Regions from separate parts of the Mus musculus genome. Here region 2 is linked to region 1. The links are chromatin contacts, called in public Hi-C maps. All regions are on one chromosome and are shown on one strand. Each heading gives the region's core, a stretch centred on a gene start, on an enhancer-like site or on the middle of the called end of the contact. The rest is flanking DNA. Distances are from core to core; before and after follow the strand shown. Region 1 overlaps Clstn2 (calsyntenin 2). Region 2 overlaps Nmnat3 (nicotinamide nucleotide adenylyltransferase 3).

Region 1 (7,104 bases), core at 1,775-4,274:
ACTTTTATAAATATATCCTTTCTGGGAACTGTCGGGGGGAAAGAGGAAAACTACCAGCTGGGGAGCAAATGGAACAGGTTGACTTGACCAGGTATTGTGTAGCTCTTTCTCCACAGTCCAGCCTGGTCCAGCCTGGTCCAGCCTCACGCCGTACTGAGTCAGAGTAGCTGTGATCACTCAGTTAAGTTCCTTAGGAGACAAGGTCTATGGATGTTCCCTCATGGAAGGAGATAGTAAACCCATAAGTTCGCAGGGCTCAGGAACCTCCGTGAAATCTTTATGAGGCTTGTACCTTCCCCAAAGTTATGTAAGAGGTGAAGAAAATGGACTGGGAAATCTGGAAGCTTCCAACAGTGTAGCAGCTTGCAGTTGCTTTATCAGTAATGTAGATGTGCATAGGCTGTTCATGCCAACGACTCTTCATGCCTCTAAGTTGCATCGGGGCATCTTGGGAGTGGAGCCTATCAAGCAAACATTAGAACATCTTTTAGACCAGAGGACATTTGTGTGTGTGTGTGTGTGTGTGTGTGTGTGTGTGTGTGTGTTTGTGTGTGTGTGTGTGTGTGTGTGAGGGTTCAATATGTTGATTCTTGCTTCTCCTGTCCTTGACTCATGGAAGTGTTAAGTGGGGCTGGCGGGCCACAGCATGCCTCACTCCTTTGGAGTAGGTGGCTCCTTTGTGTCAGATATAAAACTAAAAATTTAAAATGATCTGGACTTGGTCTGCAACAAAATGTAAATAAGAAGCTGTAAAACCTGGCTGCAATGAATTTTTGGTGGTTGTCATCCATTGGGCAAAAATAGGAGATGGTAGACTCAAACAACAGGATGGGCATAGGGTCAACACTTATATTCCAGAGATGAAACGTCCTGCTGATGAATACTTTCATTGAAAAGGTAGAGGAAGGAAGATTTTGATTTCGTTTTGTTTTTAAATCCCTAGGGATGGTTTTATTCCTACCTCCCCTGATTGTGTTTGTTTTTGAGAAAGGTCACACTGTCTTGGTTAGCAACTCATGGAGATCTGCCTACCTCAGCCTCCAGAGTGCTGGGATTAAAACTTCCTTCTCCCTTCCTTATCAGATTGCAGTGTTGCTAAGGATGAGACTATTTTGCCAAATATTCAGCAGCTTAGAGATGAAATACAACTTGATAGTTTGATTTAATGGGAATGCCACATCCTCTTACTAAGTGGTTTGGTGACATTTGGTAGTCCTGTAATATTTGACTTGGAGTTGAGTTTATAAAATTTTTAGCCTAATAGTAGCTTAAGGCCGCTGAGGGATGCATGGATTTTTGAAATGAAAAGACCTGGTTGACATTCTGATCCCAAAGTCAACATCATTTCTTATGCACCACCATATTTTCAATTATGATAGATGATGAGCTGTGAATTTAAAGGTGGCTTTCCTGGAAGCTCCCGCACAGACAGCCTGTATGTAATAAGGAGAAAAGCTTGGGAGGGAGGGGTCCTCACACCCACTCTTCTGACTTGACTTACTAAATACTTCTTTCCGAGGCTGCTCTCCCAACCAACCCAAATCTGCCACATTGGTTCCTTCATGAAGCCTTGAAGTATATTTAGAAAGAGAGAATTTCTGTAATTTTCTGAAATTTTCACCTTCTGAAATGCTTCAGAGATAGGTGAACTTACACACACACACACACACACACACACACACACACACACACACACGCACACACACACACATACTCACAGGCACTCACTCACAGCACCAAAGGGGTTATGAAATTCCTGACAGCCAGACAAAAGTACATCAAACAACAATTTGGAGGAGTAAGACAGATGGTTGGGGTGTGTTATTTTAGCATCACTTTGGCATTTCTGCATATATGCAGGCCACTTCCAAGTAGAAAATGCTCAAAACAGACACTAAGCTTTCAATATGGCAGTGTTTGGCAATGGTTAAGGCCAGGACCTTATTCAGGAAGTCCTGGACTTGTAGTTTTATAGAGTACCGGGATTTTCTATTTTTCATGTAACTCTGGACTGTTTCTAGACCTTCCTACACCACAAGGTGATCCCAAGTCTGGTTAGAAATGGCCTAATATTTCCCTTATAGCCAGCTGTGGATGAAGATCGGCTGGCCCTCCCACCACCCCCAGTCTGCTGAGCTAGGAGAGTAGAGCTGGTGCTTCCTCAGGGAGAACTTGCTAGCAGTGGCTTGGAAACTGAAGCCTCCCCCTTACAGAGGAAGTGAGCTTCAGGATGTTCCGCTGTGCCTTGGTCTTGACTTCTCTGTGGAATGGGTTTTCTTCAGGCTCAATGTGGTGCCGGTGGCTGGAAGCCAAAGGCAGAGAGATGGAAGATGTGTATATGGAGAGAGCAATGTCTCTGTGGTGTTAGATGCACATGTATGGAGAAAGCACTCTACAGAGAGTGATTGTAACCGCGCCTGTCAGTGCCTGGTCACATCTCCTCTGTTTGTGTCTGTAGCCCAACTCCAAAGAGAGTCAGCCTTTTGCTTATGGCTTCCCTCTGGCTACTAGAGTCCTAAACTTGCAGTCATGGCAGATCCCAAGGTCTAGGAAACTTATACTCCCAGGACCTGGTTTTATCAGTGGCTGCCAAGAGTTCACAAAACCCAATGTGTTCCACCCTTTTGCCTGCAGGTGGAGGACATCTGAGGGTCCAGCATCCCAGCTGCCTGTGGTGGTAACTGGCTTCCTTCTCTTCCTGTATTACTATTGTGCTCCCCTTTCCATCCTCCCTGAGATCATCCCTCAAAACCTGTTCTGGGGCCTAGACTCGGGGGGTCTCCTTTTGAGGGAACCCAGACAGAGAGAGGCTGAGCAAAGAAGCCATTTACAGAAAGTGTCCTTGCTGTACCTCTGTGAATCCCCTGAGGCAGATCTATCAAGACTGGAACACCCAGTGCCTTCAGACATTCGGCCAGACTTGCTTGGCAGCTATGAGGCTTTGTGGGACATTTGGAGAGCTGTATATGACTTCTGGGAACTCTCAGTGCTCATGTGCAGGACTTAGAACCCGCCTTCATACCATCTGGGCCTGGAAGACTTTGCTGGAACAAAAGCACTGTGCAGTGCTGATGGACACGGGGCTCGGAGGAAGTAGAAAGTATTTCTCTATACCCAGGCTTTGGAAGGCTCCTTGAGGACAGCGCTTCCCCAGGTCCTTGAGCCATGTCTGTGCTATGAAGGCCTCCTCTGGCTATGAAAAGAGTTGAGCTAGGCCTGATGCCTGCAGCCCACGTGATGCAAGTGTCTGGGGGGGGGGCATCTGGCACCCCTGATCACAGCCAAATTTCTTGAGTGTCTATTTTCAGTATTTTCTCAGATCACCTATAAGTAAATTTGTGAAGCAGTTAGCTTTATCACCAGCATGTCCCCGGCCAGTATGAAGCAGCCCACAAACCTGAAATCCCTCTTCTCCACAGAGCCTCCAGGGCTCACAGGTCTGAATCACTATGGCCGTTCAAATATTCCAGACAAGGCACTGAAATCCTCACTGATAAAAATCCTGCCCTTTCTCTGAAAGACTAGATACACGGATCCATTGTCACAGGCGCAGTTTGATGTGAATTAGCCCATCAGCTTAGCCTAGTATCGTGGCTAGCTCACGGGGATTTAGCTTTTTTTTTTTTTTTGACAGACAAATGACTTTATTTTCAGTGATGGGTGTTATCAGCACATAAAATATGTGCAAATAAGGAATTGCTGGAACTGAGTCCATCATCTGATTATCAGAAGCGTTCTCTTAATTCCGGGTGACTGATGCACGGCGTATGTACTGTCTCTGGATCTTGATGACGTTCCTTAGAAGCTGTTGTAGAACTGCATCAGACTCGTGTTCTCACCTCCGAAAATGGGCACAATAAATCTCAGCCGAAGAGGCTGCTATAAAGTAAGCTCAAGGTTATAAAACTTAGAGGCCGGTGCTGTGGTTATCTGTTGACAATCCGTAGACAGTCGGGCAGCAACAGCTTTCTTATGATCTTAGGTCCTGCGACCCAAGGACTGAGAGGTGGCTTGGTGGCAATAGTTTGCCTCTGCTCTGTGATGTCTATGAACCTGACTGGAGGTTGAGATCGTCTGGATGTTTCTTCAGATGGTTAGGAGAGATATCTCAAGGGCTGGGCCTTACTGAGAAAACTAACCAGATCCTGTGAGGGCATCCATACATGGCTTGGCTCCCTGGATGCCTGAAAATAAAGGATGGCACCCCCTATTGTCTGGAAGCTCGGGGCTCCAGCGCACAGAGCAGAATCTGCCAGGTTTCTTGTGGACTTGCCTGGATCCTACTCCTAATGCAGTACCTTAAGTATGGCTGTCCCTGATGAATGGCTTGAATTTCCTTCTTGATTTATTTATTGTACCCGACCTTGGTCTTATCTGGAATGGTCTTTATGCCTCAAGAAAGGACCGGTGGAGAGAGACATTCATTTACTGGAGAGTCAACCTGGAATATTCCCTATGAGAGGATGAGTACCTATAAAGAGAGTTCTGGGAAGACTGGCGAGACCCAAGGGCTAAAGCATGCTGTCAGGGTATATGAGTCTGAAGACAGTTGCTCTTTGTTAAGTTACATATAACCTACCTCACAGCTAACACGAAGAGCATTGGACTATAGACCAGCATGTTCTGGATTCTTCCATGCACCAACTCGTGCCAAACCCATGTGAACTCTGTGAGGTGCATATCTTAATGCAGTCGAGGAAACAGCTAGGAAATCTTTGGTGAGTTTATAAGTAAACGCTCTAGTACTTGAGCCTTGATCACTGACGTCAGAGCCTTTGCTTTCTGCCTTGCTGTTGTAAGCAGCCTCTCATGAGATAATGGGTTCATATATTTTGTTCCCTCTGGGTGTGTGTGTGTATGTGTGTGTGTGTGTGTGTGTGTGTGTGTGTGTGTGTGTGTGTGTGTGTGGTGTGTATACGCACGCGTGTGCCCGTCTTAATTGTGTTCCTGGCTCTATTCTGTACTTAGTGGGAACAAGAATGTGTCTTTTTTTATGTCCCCCTTTTGCACAATCTGAGTGCCTTAGAAATGAGAATTGGGCTTGGCAGAGAGGCCTCCATCCCTTTGGCTCTGCATGATGACTGTCTTGTTAGCGACATCTGCTGGCCCTGGGTGTCAAGGAGAATGGGGTAAGCATTGTTCTTCACATCCTATTCTCTGAAGGAGTTTTTGTTCTGGTTTACTGTTGAAGTATTGGTTTTGAAATGGCAACACAGAAGGTCTACTAAAGGGTTGTCCCACTTGGAAAGGGACTCTCCTTTTTTCCTGTTTCCAGGTTCAAAGCAATAACCATGAAGCAAGTGGAAAGAAAGCACTCCAAACAATAAGGTGAATGGCTGACAGGTTAAAGCTGATGCATAAATGCAACATTTGCATGACAAAGACCCTGAGCCAATGCTGATTGTCATTCACCAGTAATAGGATTCCTTGAAATGCTGAAGGTCTTAATTAAATAAATACGTAATTTATTTTTGTTGGTGAATGCTTTTTGCCTCAGGAGCTATTCAGGCTAGGATATCATTTCCTGAACTTAACCTCATGTCTATCTCATAATCCACCATTCTTCCTCCTCGTGGGTTTAGCAGCCTAGTTGGAGCATACATTTCAATGAAGGTTGTCTATTTGAACAACAGCTTTGTCCTCAAGATGATCTGAGTTTTGATAGAGAAGCTAACAAGATGACAGATTGAAGTATTAAGTGATAACTCTGTGCAGGAGCACAGTGCAGGAGCTGAGGCTGGGGGATGGGGAGGTGACTACAGGAGATGTCCCCCCTGGGCAGGACAGTCCAGGACTGCCCATCTCTCCAGCCTTGGTTTTGCTACACCGGATTCTTTGAGCTTGGGACAAGAGGCCTCACTTGCTCCCTGTGTAGGACCCTGGGTTCATTGCCCTGCTTCCCACTCCATTCTAGAGCCCAACCACAGGGAAGAGAAGTCCTTGAACACTCACATCCTCAATAACTTTTAAAATTAAGCTTTTCATTCTAAACTCAATTTGGCTCCATCTTTAACCTGAACATGCCTCAGGAAGAGTTCATGCAATCTTTATCTTCTCCTTTTTGCTGTGATTTCTTTCCTATGTTGTTCTTTTTTTTTTTCTTTTTTTAATTTGAAAAGCTTGATTGGCTCACCAGAGAGCAAGCTCTGTGAGAGAGCAGGGCTCATTTCTTCATTCCTGATGGAGCCCTGGCATCTGACCTGTCCACTGCATGGTTAGACAAAGGCGTGGATGATGCAATTCAATGAGGGATCTTGGAACATGTAGAGTTCTGAGGGGTTATGAAGTTAGAGAGGGTTCCAGAGACAGGATGTGATGGTAGTTAAAGACCCAAAGCTAGCAGAGACTTCCTGGTATACTGTATACAACTGAGACCAGCTTTCTCATCAGAACTTCAGTTTCCAGTCCTGGGGAGGAGAGGGGGTCTATAATATTTTGCTCATGCCCTTGAGTTACAGGATCTGGTCCAGTGCACATTGCTGGGCAGCCACATTCCCAGGCACGCAGTCTCAGAGCCATCTTGAGAGGGTCTCTAACTACTTACTTTCCTTCAGCAGAAGTGCTCAGGGCCAACTCTCACTTGAGACTGTTCAGAACAAAGTATTACTTTTGCTTATTTGGTAGTCTGTATGAATGGTTGCCCAATCACTGGGTTGTGGAGTTGTGGCCACCAGAATACTTGACCTGTAGTGATGTGTGCAAAGGTGGAAAACTGCCCGTCAGAACCAGGGGTGTCCCTGGCCACTCTTTGTAGGGCCTATCGTCTACAGGATGTACATGTTATACCTCTCTCTGGGAATCACAGGATGAGTGGGGTAGACTTCATTTTCTTCCTTGCCTGGGCTTGCTGGTCTTTTTCCTTACTCTCTTTCAGTGATTACATTTGTCCTGTGGCATAGCATGCATTTATATATAAAAGACTGAAATCCATTGCAGAGTGTGGGAGGGCATCAATAGGTAAAGTAATAAGTTTGATTTTTTTTGTTCAAGATGAAGTGATGTACATGAGGGTATGGATGGCCCTGACATACCTCATATCAGGCATTGAGCAGTGGGAAAAGAGAGCAATTAGGAATCCACAGAGACACATTCACACACCTGGAA
Region 2 (6,341 bases), core at 3,135-5,634, 370 kb before region 1:
GAGTAACCCAGGGCAAATCAGCATTCCGGCTGGATCATATCTTTGGATGTAATACAGCCACAACAGCAGTCATGGTGCTAGATTAAAATTCCTCTTAAAGCAAAACAGCCAGGGCTTCAAGACAACTCTTCTGTTTACAAAGCTGTCTTTTTAAAAATTAAAAAGCATGGTGTATAGCTTTTCACACTTCTAGGAGACATGGTTTCAGAGCAAACTCCTGACTTTTACAGTCTTTCTGCTCCTTCTTTATAATTATCTCTGAACCTATTATATTATAATCTCAAAATTGTTTTAAAAAGTATTGTAAAACGCATTTTAGACATTTTTATCCTAAACAACTTGCACACAGTGCCCATTAAATTCAGCTCATCTTATGACTAAGGATTTCAGTGAATATACACGTATATTTTAATTTATTTCATCTTCACTCACACTTTTTTGTCATAGCAAACAAAAATGGGGTTGTTGTTATAATAAAATAATTTCTGATTTTTAGATGGCCTGAATATTATCTAATTATTACACTGTAATATTTCTTTAAAAGATCTTTTCCAGGGCCTCATGATGAAGCATGAATCAAAGTTCAAGTAAACAAGGATGCTTTGGCTGACAATTCAGTAAGATTTTATTAATTATTTTTCATAATGTTCCTAAAATTTTGTCTATAAAATACATGTTCTTAAGGCACTAATTCAATAACAAAATCACTTAAAGCTGTGACATTTGAAATCTTAAAATCATAGTCATTATTATACACTTTTCTATGGGCATTTGGTGTTTTGATCACCACAAGAATCACTCACAAAGTGCTGCTTAAAGTATTCATGGCTAATTCGTTCCCTAAACCAAGTCCCAAAGGGCCCAAGAATCACAGAATCAGGATTATGAAAACAACCCTACTCCTGGTACCAATACAATATTTTGTATTGCTTGTTTCATGGCTCTCACTGTGACTAAACCTAACACTTTCAACTTAAAGGAAAAAGGATTCACTTTGGTTTAAGGTTTCAGGTGCAATATATCTGGGAATTCATGGTAGAATATCCTAGTTAATGGTGACAGGCACATGCGGGTAAGCTGTCACACCATGGCAGACAAGAAAGCTTCAAGGACCTTCGGTTTCCCACTTCCTCTATTTCCCAAAGTTTCCACAACCTCCCCAAATATTGTTACTAAGCTGGGCAGCAAACATTCAAATCACAAGCCTGTGGGGACTATTTCAGATTCAAACTATAACACAACTGGGGTGTGCTTTGTTGGCAAGCGTGCCCCAAGAATATAGGTAAACTTTCATGTCTTCCTCACTTATGCGGGTACCTTTTACTCTTTGAGCCTTTTCTTCCCACTCAAATATAAGCGTTTAGTGCTATATTTCCCCTCCTTGAAGCATTTTAAATGCATCCAACATTGTAATTGGCTATGATTTCATTTCCACACAGTTCCATATATTTAAACTTTTCTAGTCTTTTAATATTTTTGTGTTGTCTTTTTTACTATCAGCTTGACCCACTAGGAACAAAGACCATATATTATATGTATGATTATATGATTTCAATCATTTTAGGTCTCTTAAGCTATGCTTCTTAGTTCAGGGGATGATTCATTGAATTTTCCAATTGTGCTTGAGAAAAATGGATTTGCCTACACTGGCTGTTGGGCTCTACCGAGTTCAGCTAGAGAGAGAAGAACAGTTCTATAGCCTTCCTGAATGCCTTTCATCTTGTATTCTGCCTGGTAGCAGTGAAGGCCAGGAGTTCGTGTTCACTTACAATCGTGAATTTGATAGTTTTCTCCCAACTCTGCTTTCACTTCATGTGCTTTATGATTCTGTTCTTGGTGTGCGCATATTCAGGGTTATTATGTCTTAGTGGGTCATCATTGAACTTTTAAACTTTCATAGTTATTGGTTCTTCAAAAATCTGCTATGTTACCTGTCATAGTTTTCTTTTATTTTTTAAATATGTGTTTCAGTTTCTTCACTTGATTAAAAATCTTAGCATCTCTACATGCTATTTTTACATCTTTTGTTCGCATCCATATGTCTTTGCCTCTCTTGTGCTTGGTTTTTAGATGCTTGCTGGCTAATGTCCCTAACAGTTATTTGTGTGGAGTCCTGAGACAGAACTGAGATAGGTATGCTGAGGCATAAAAGGGGACAGCCCAACACATCAGAGGCAGTCAGTGTGACTGGACATTGATGGGAAAGTCCCCTTTAAAGCATGGAGATGAGATGCATTAAGAGAAACAGCTTAAAGTAAAAGAGAGAAAGAGAGCCAACCATGGGCAAAGTGACAGGAAAGGGTTCTTCAGGAGGATGGGAAGGATTGAGCACGAACAAGAAGAATGAACAAAGGGGATGCGCTTGCTTTTATAAGCTTTTGGGGATGGTGGTAAGTTCCACACTATCTAATTTAGTTTGATTTAGTCCACTTAATTTTAAGCATGGGACCAGATACTTGGTAGTGCCATAAAGCTCTCTTTCAGGTCAGGGTGGGGAGTTGTGAGGTCATATTAAGGTACTTAACATAGAAATTCTCAATCCTCTGTCAGAGAGAGAGAGGGAGAGGGGGGACGGAGAGGGAGACGGAGACGGAGGGGGACAGAGTAGGTGAGGGGGAGAGAGGGGGGAGAGAGGGGGTGAGGGAGAGGGAGAGAGAGGGGGAAGGGGGAGAAAGGGGGGAGGGGGAGAGAAGTGGGAGGGGAGAGAGGAGGGAGGGGGAGACAGACAGACAGACAGACAGACAGACACTGGTGTGGGGATTAAGCCAGCACTGATTTTTCCAGGCTGCCAGATCTCATCTGGCCTCCTAGAGTGACTGACATCTGTAAGCAGTGGGTCCATGCTATATATCACAGTAAGCTGCTTACTTTGGTGGCTACAGATGTTTAATAGCTCACCATTTTAGCTTTAAAAGTGAAGCTTGAAAGATGTTCTCATTGTGCTAGTGGATGCTCCAAAGAGTGTAGCCTTCTCCTGGAAACTAGAAGCTCCCAAATGCATTTTCTATCCCAGGACAACTTGGATGCCTTGATCCCTCCACCCTGGACTCTGATGTTCCACGGTCTGGAGGACGGAAGGAAGCAGCTGAGAATGAGGGAGTAGCATTCAGCTTCTGGTTCCAGAAGTGGCTCCTGAAACTCCTTGCAATGCAAGCATGTGCGAAGGTGAGTGCTCTTGCTGCAAAGGGCCAGGCTTGTTGATGGACAACCCAAGCTAGTATCTAAGCACAGGATTTTCCTAGAGTCCAGAGAGTAGCAGGAAGAGGAGGGCACAGAAAGAAAGAGGAAAGGCCCTTTCTGGGCTGTAGTACACTGGGAAACAGGAGCAGAGAAGAACCAGGAAGGGTTTGTGGTTCCTTGAGTACCACATGAGTCACAACGTGGCCATGCTCTGGTACCTTTCAGCCAGGAGCCATGTTGGTGATGAGGCTGGGTGATATGCTGGTTGGCTTGATGTTGATACAGACACAGGTATGTGTGGGAAGAGGAAATCTCAACTGTACAACTACCTCCATCAAACTGGCCTGTAGGCAACTCTGTAGGGCATTTTCTTGATTAATGATCAGTTTGGAGCCCAGTTTACTGTGGGTCGTACCACTCCAGGGTTAGATGGTCCTGGGGTGTATAAGAAAGCAACTCAGGAGAAGCAAACTAGTAAGCAGTATTCTTCTGTGGCCTCTGCTTCAGTTCCTGCCTCCGGATTCCTGCTCTGAGTTCCAGTCTTGGCTTCCCTTGATGATGGCCTGTAGTCTACAAACCAAGCAAACCCTGCCCTTCCCAAGCTGCTTTTGGTTTATAACACAGAGACAGAAACCTAACTAGGACAGATGGGACAGATGGGTACAGCTAAGGGACACAGCTAAGTCTGGAAGCTGTAGGGCTGACAGTCTCCTGTTTTGCTGTCCTGATGGAATTCTGCGAGAAAGGCATCTCACACTAGCCCACGCCAGTGTGAACGAACAGCAGAGCAGAACTGGAGGGTACTATGTGTAGGCAGTGTGCCTCAGAAAACACCTCTCCCTCGGCTTCAGGGGGCCTCGGGGGGGAGGAGGGGGAGAGTCACAAATTCCCAAGGTTCTTTGGAAAATGGTGGCAAAGGAGGTTAAGAACGAGCAGTCAGAGGGTACAGAGTTCAGGGACCATGGTGAGCCCAGGCTCAGCATCTGGGACGCAGCCTGAGCCAAGAGATGCTGGGAAGCTTCAATAGTGTAGGCAGAGCAGACAGAAGCTCACACCTGTGATCTTGGGAAGAGAGGACCGGGTGCATCTTTTTAGGGCCAGAATGAAGATGCTTAAGCTGCTCTTGGAGCTGACCTGTAATAGACTTGGCTTAAAATTAGAACTTTTTCTTCAACACGTGTGAAGCATTAAAGAAAGCAAAGTACGTTACATCCCTGCACATCTGTGTTCCATTTTCTTTCTATTTTCCTGTTAAGAAGAAATGGGGCCTAGGAGGACTCTCTGGGGGCAATCTACATACATTTGATCTTCCCTGTTAATCTCCCATTTATAGGAAAGCAGGGCAGGAGGACAAAGCCACACTTGCCACTCTGCTGGTTGTCCTGGACAGTCAGGTGTCCTTTCTGATGGGGTAGCTCATTTGATAGCAGGTCACACATAGAGAAATCAATGCTCTTTTATAGCAGCCGGGAGAGAACAGTCAATCAAAATAACACTTTGAGCTAAGGCTGCTTCACGCCTTCCAAATGGGCCACGAGTCTGAGCTATTTTCCTTCCATGCTGTTCTTGGCTGCAACCACAGTGCAGCCTGCCATGTGAACTGTCCCTTGCTCTTCCAATCCACTCAAGGACCTCTCCTGTGACCCTCCTGCTGCTCACCCTCCCTTCCATTATAGCCCGTGTATGATTTCATCAGTCTGCCCTTGTCTTTCCCCCAAGAAACTGAGAGCCCCTAAAGGACACGGGATTGTTATTTCTTCCTGGGTAACATCCGTAAGTATTAGGTTTTACCGACCTCATCTTGGGGCTGTTGAAGCAATTCAGGGCTGTGAATTTAGCGTGGCAGATAGGGTTCCTTGTTTCCTTCCACTCCCTCTGGAAATGAGTAAGATGGAAAAGGGGGGAATAAGATAAAGTTGAGATCACAGGCAGGGGTGATGGTGGTGGGGTGTGAAAGAGAAAGCAATAGTTAAGCAAAGCCAATCTGGAGCACCGAGGGATGGTAAGAGACCGGCCAGAGCCAGTGGGCAGCAGATGCAATAGAAAGTAAGTTATAAGGCCAGCCAAAGCCCGGAGTGAACTGGGACATGGAGAAGTAGTCAACTCTACGGGCTGGGGCTCAATGAAGGGAGAAGGCAGGACCAGTTGAGAGTTTTTCTAAGGAACCTTAGCCATCCCAGTGCCTAGCTTAAATCTCCCACCCTGGCAGGCAACACATGAGCTTTCTGACTAGGTTGGACCAGAGAGAACTATGACTCCTGAAGTGGGGGAAAGAAACACCTAGACAAGAGCATCTGAGTTTGTCTTCCAGAATACAGAGTAGTGGTGTCTCTGCGGGGAAGGGATCCAGATTCCCAGGGCATTTCCTCATATTTGAAGACCCTGCACTTACAAAGCCATCAGTGCAGTTTTGACACCACTTCACACATGTGCCTGACCCGCAACTATGCCTGGAAGGCTGCTATGGTTTAGCTATGGGTTGAGCACATCTTCCCAAAGGCTCATGTGTTGATAGCGTGCTGTGTGTGTCTCACTGGCGAGTGTGGCTCACACTAAGGGGAGGGGCCTCCTGAGCTAATTAGTTCCCAGTTTGAAGGGATTGATGCTTCATGCAATGAGTAATTATCAAGAGAGCTGTTATGAGACCAGCTCTTCCCTGTCTCCAGTTTTCATTTCTGTCATGTGACCTCTTATATGTCATGTGTCAGAGCATGCATGAGGCCTTTATTAGAAGACCAACAATTTGTGCTTCCAGACTCCAAAACTGTAACAACTCAGCCTCTGGCAATTTTGATATTACAACTGATAACGGGTTAAGCATAAGAGAAGATGGATTTGGGAAGGAGTCTTACCATGAAAGACGGAGACTAAAACAGCCGTCGGGAGAAAACGGTCTTTGGAAGTTACAGACAATGCAGAGAGAAACAGAGAATTAAAGAAAAAAGAAATCTTCCAGGAGAAACAAGATGGTGCAGTAAAGAGTAAAGGCACTTGCCATGAAGGCGGACAACCTGAATCCTATACTCAGGGCCTCCATCACGGAAGAAAAGAGCTGATGCTGGCAGGTTGTCCTCTACCCTTACACCACCATACACACTTGCAACGCACATGCACACATCCCTACACCTTTGCCATTGGGCAGTCTGAGCTTTCTGATGGAG

What was found. A called contact is a pair of places that touch in the nucleus more often than the background predicts.
Region 2: a contact with region 1 is called in a Hi-C map of cerebral cortex, with 2.9 times the contacts expected there. The contact joins two enhancer-like sites. A contact is called at or near these places in 4 of 39 promoter capture datasets (the 3T3-L1 cell line, HPC-7-derived erythroid cells, embryonic stem cells and 1 more) and 1 of 484 Hi-C or Micro-C datasets (cerebral cortex).

What each region holds. Positions count from the first base shown.
Region 1 is chr9:98,014,766-98,021,869 of GRCm38.p6, reverse strand. The region is part of intron 1 of Clstn2 (calsyntenin 2); the gene reads left to right. Among named protein-coding and RNA genes, the nearest start is that of Clstn2, 15 kb to the left of the region's middle. Within about 2 kb of position 3,024, at least 10 of the 459 cell types and tissues checked have an H3K27ac peak or open chromatin away from gene starts, as enhancers often do. A contact at or near this core is called in cerebral cortex, where this site is marked.
Region 2 is chr9:98,386,349-98,392,689 of GRCm38.p6, reverse strand. The region is part of intron 2 of Nmnat3 (nicotinamide nucleotide adenylyltransferase 3); the gene reads right to left. Among named protein-coding and RNA genes, the nearest start is that of Rbp1, 33 kb to the left of the region's middle. Within about 2 kb of position 4,384, at least 9 of the 459 cell types and tissues checked have an H3K27ac peak or open chromatin away from gene starts, as enhancers often do. A contact at or near this core is called in cerebral cortex, where this site is marked.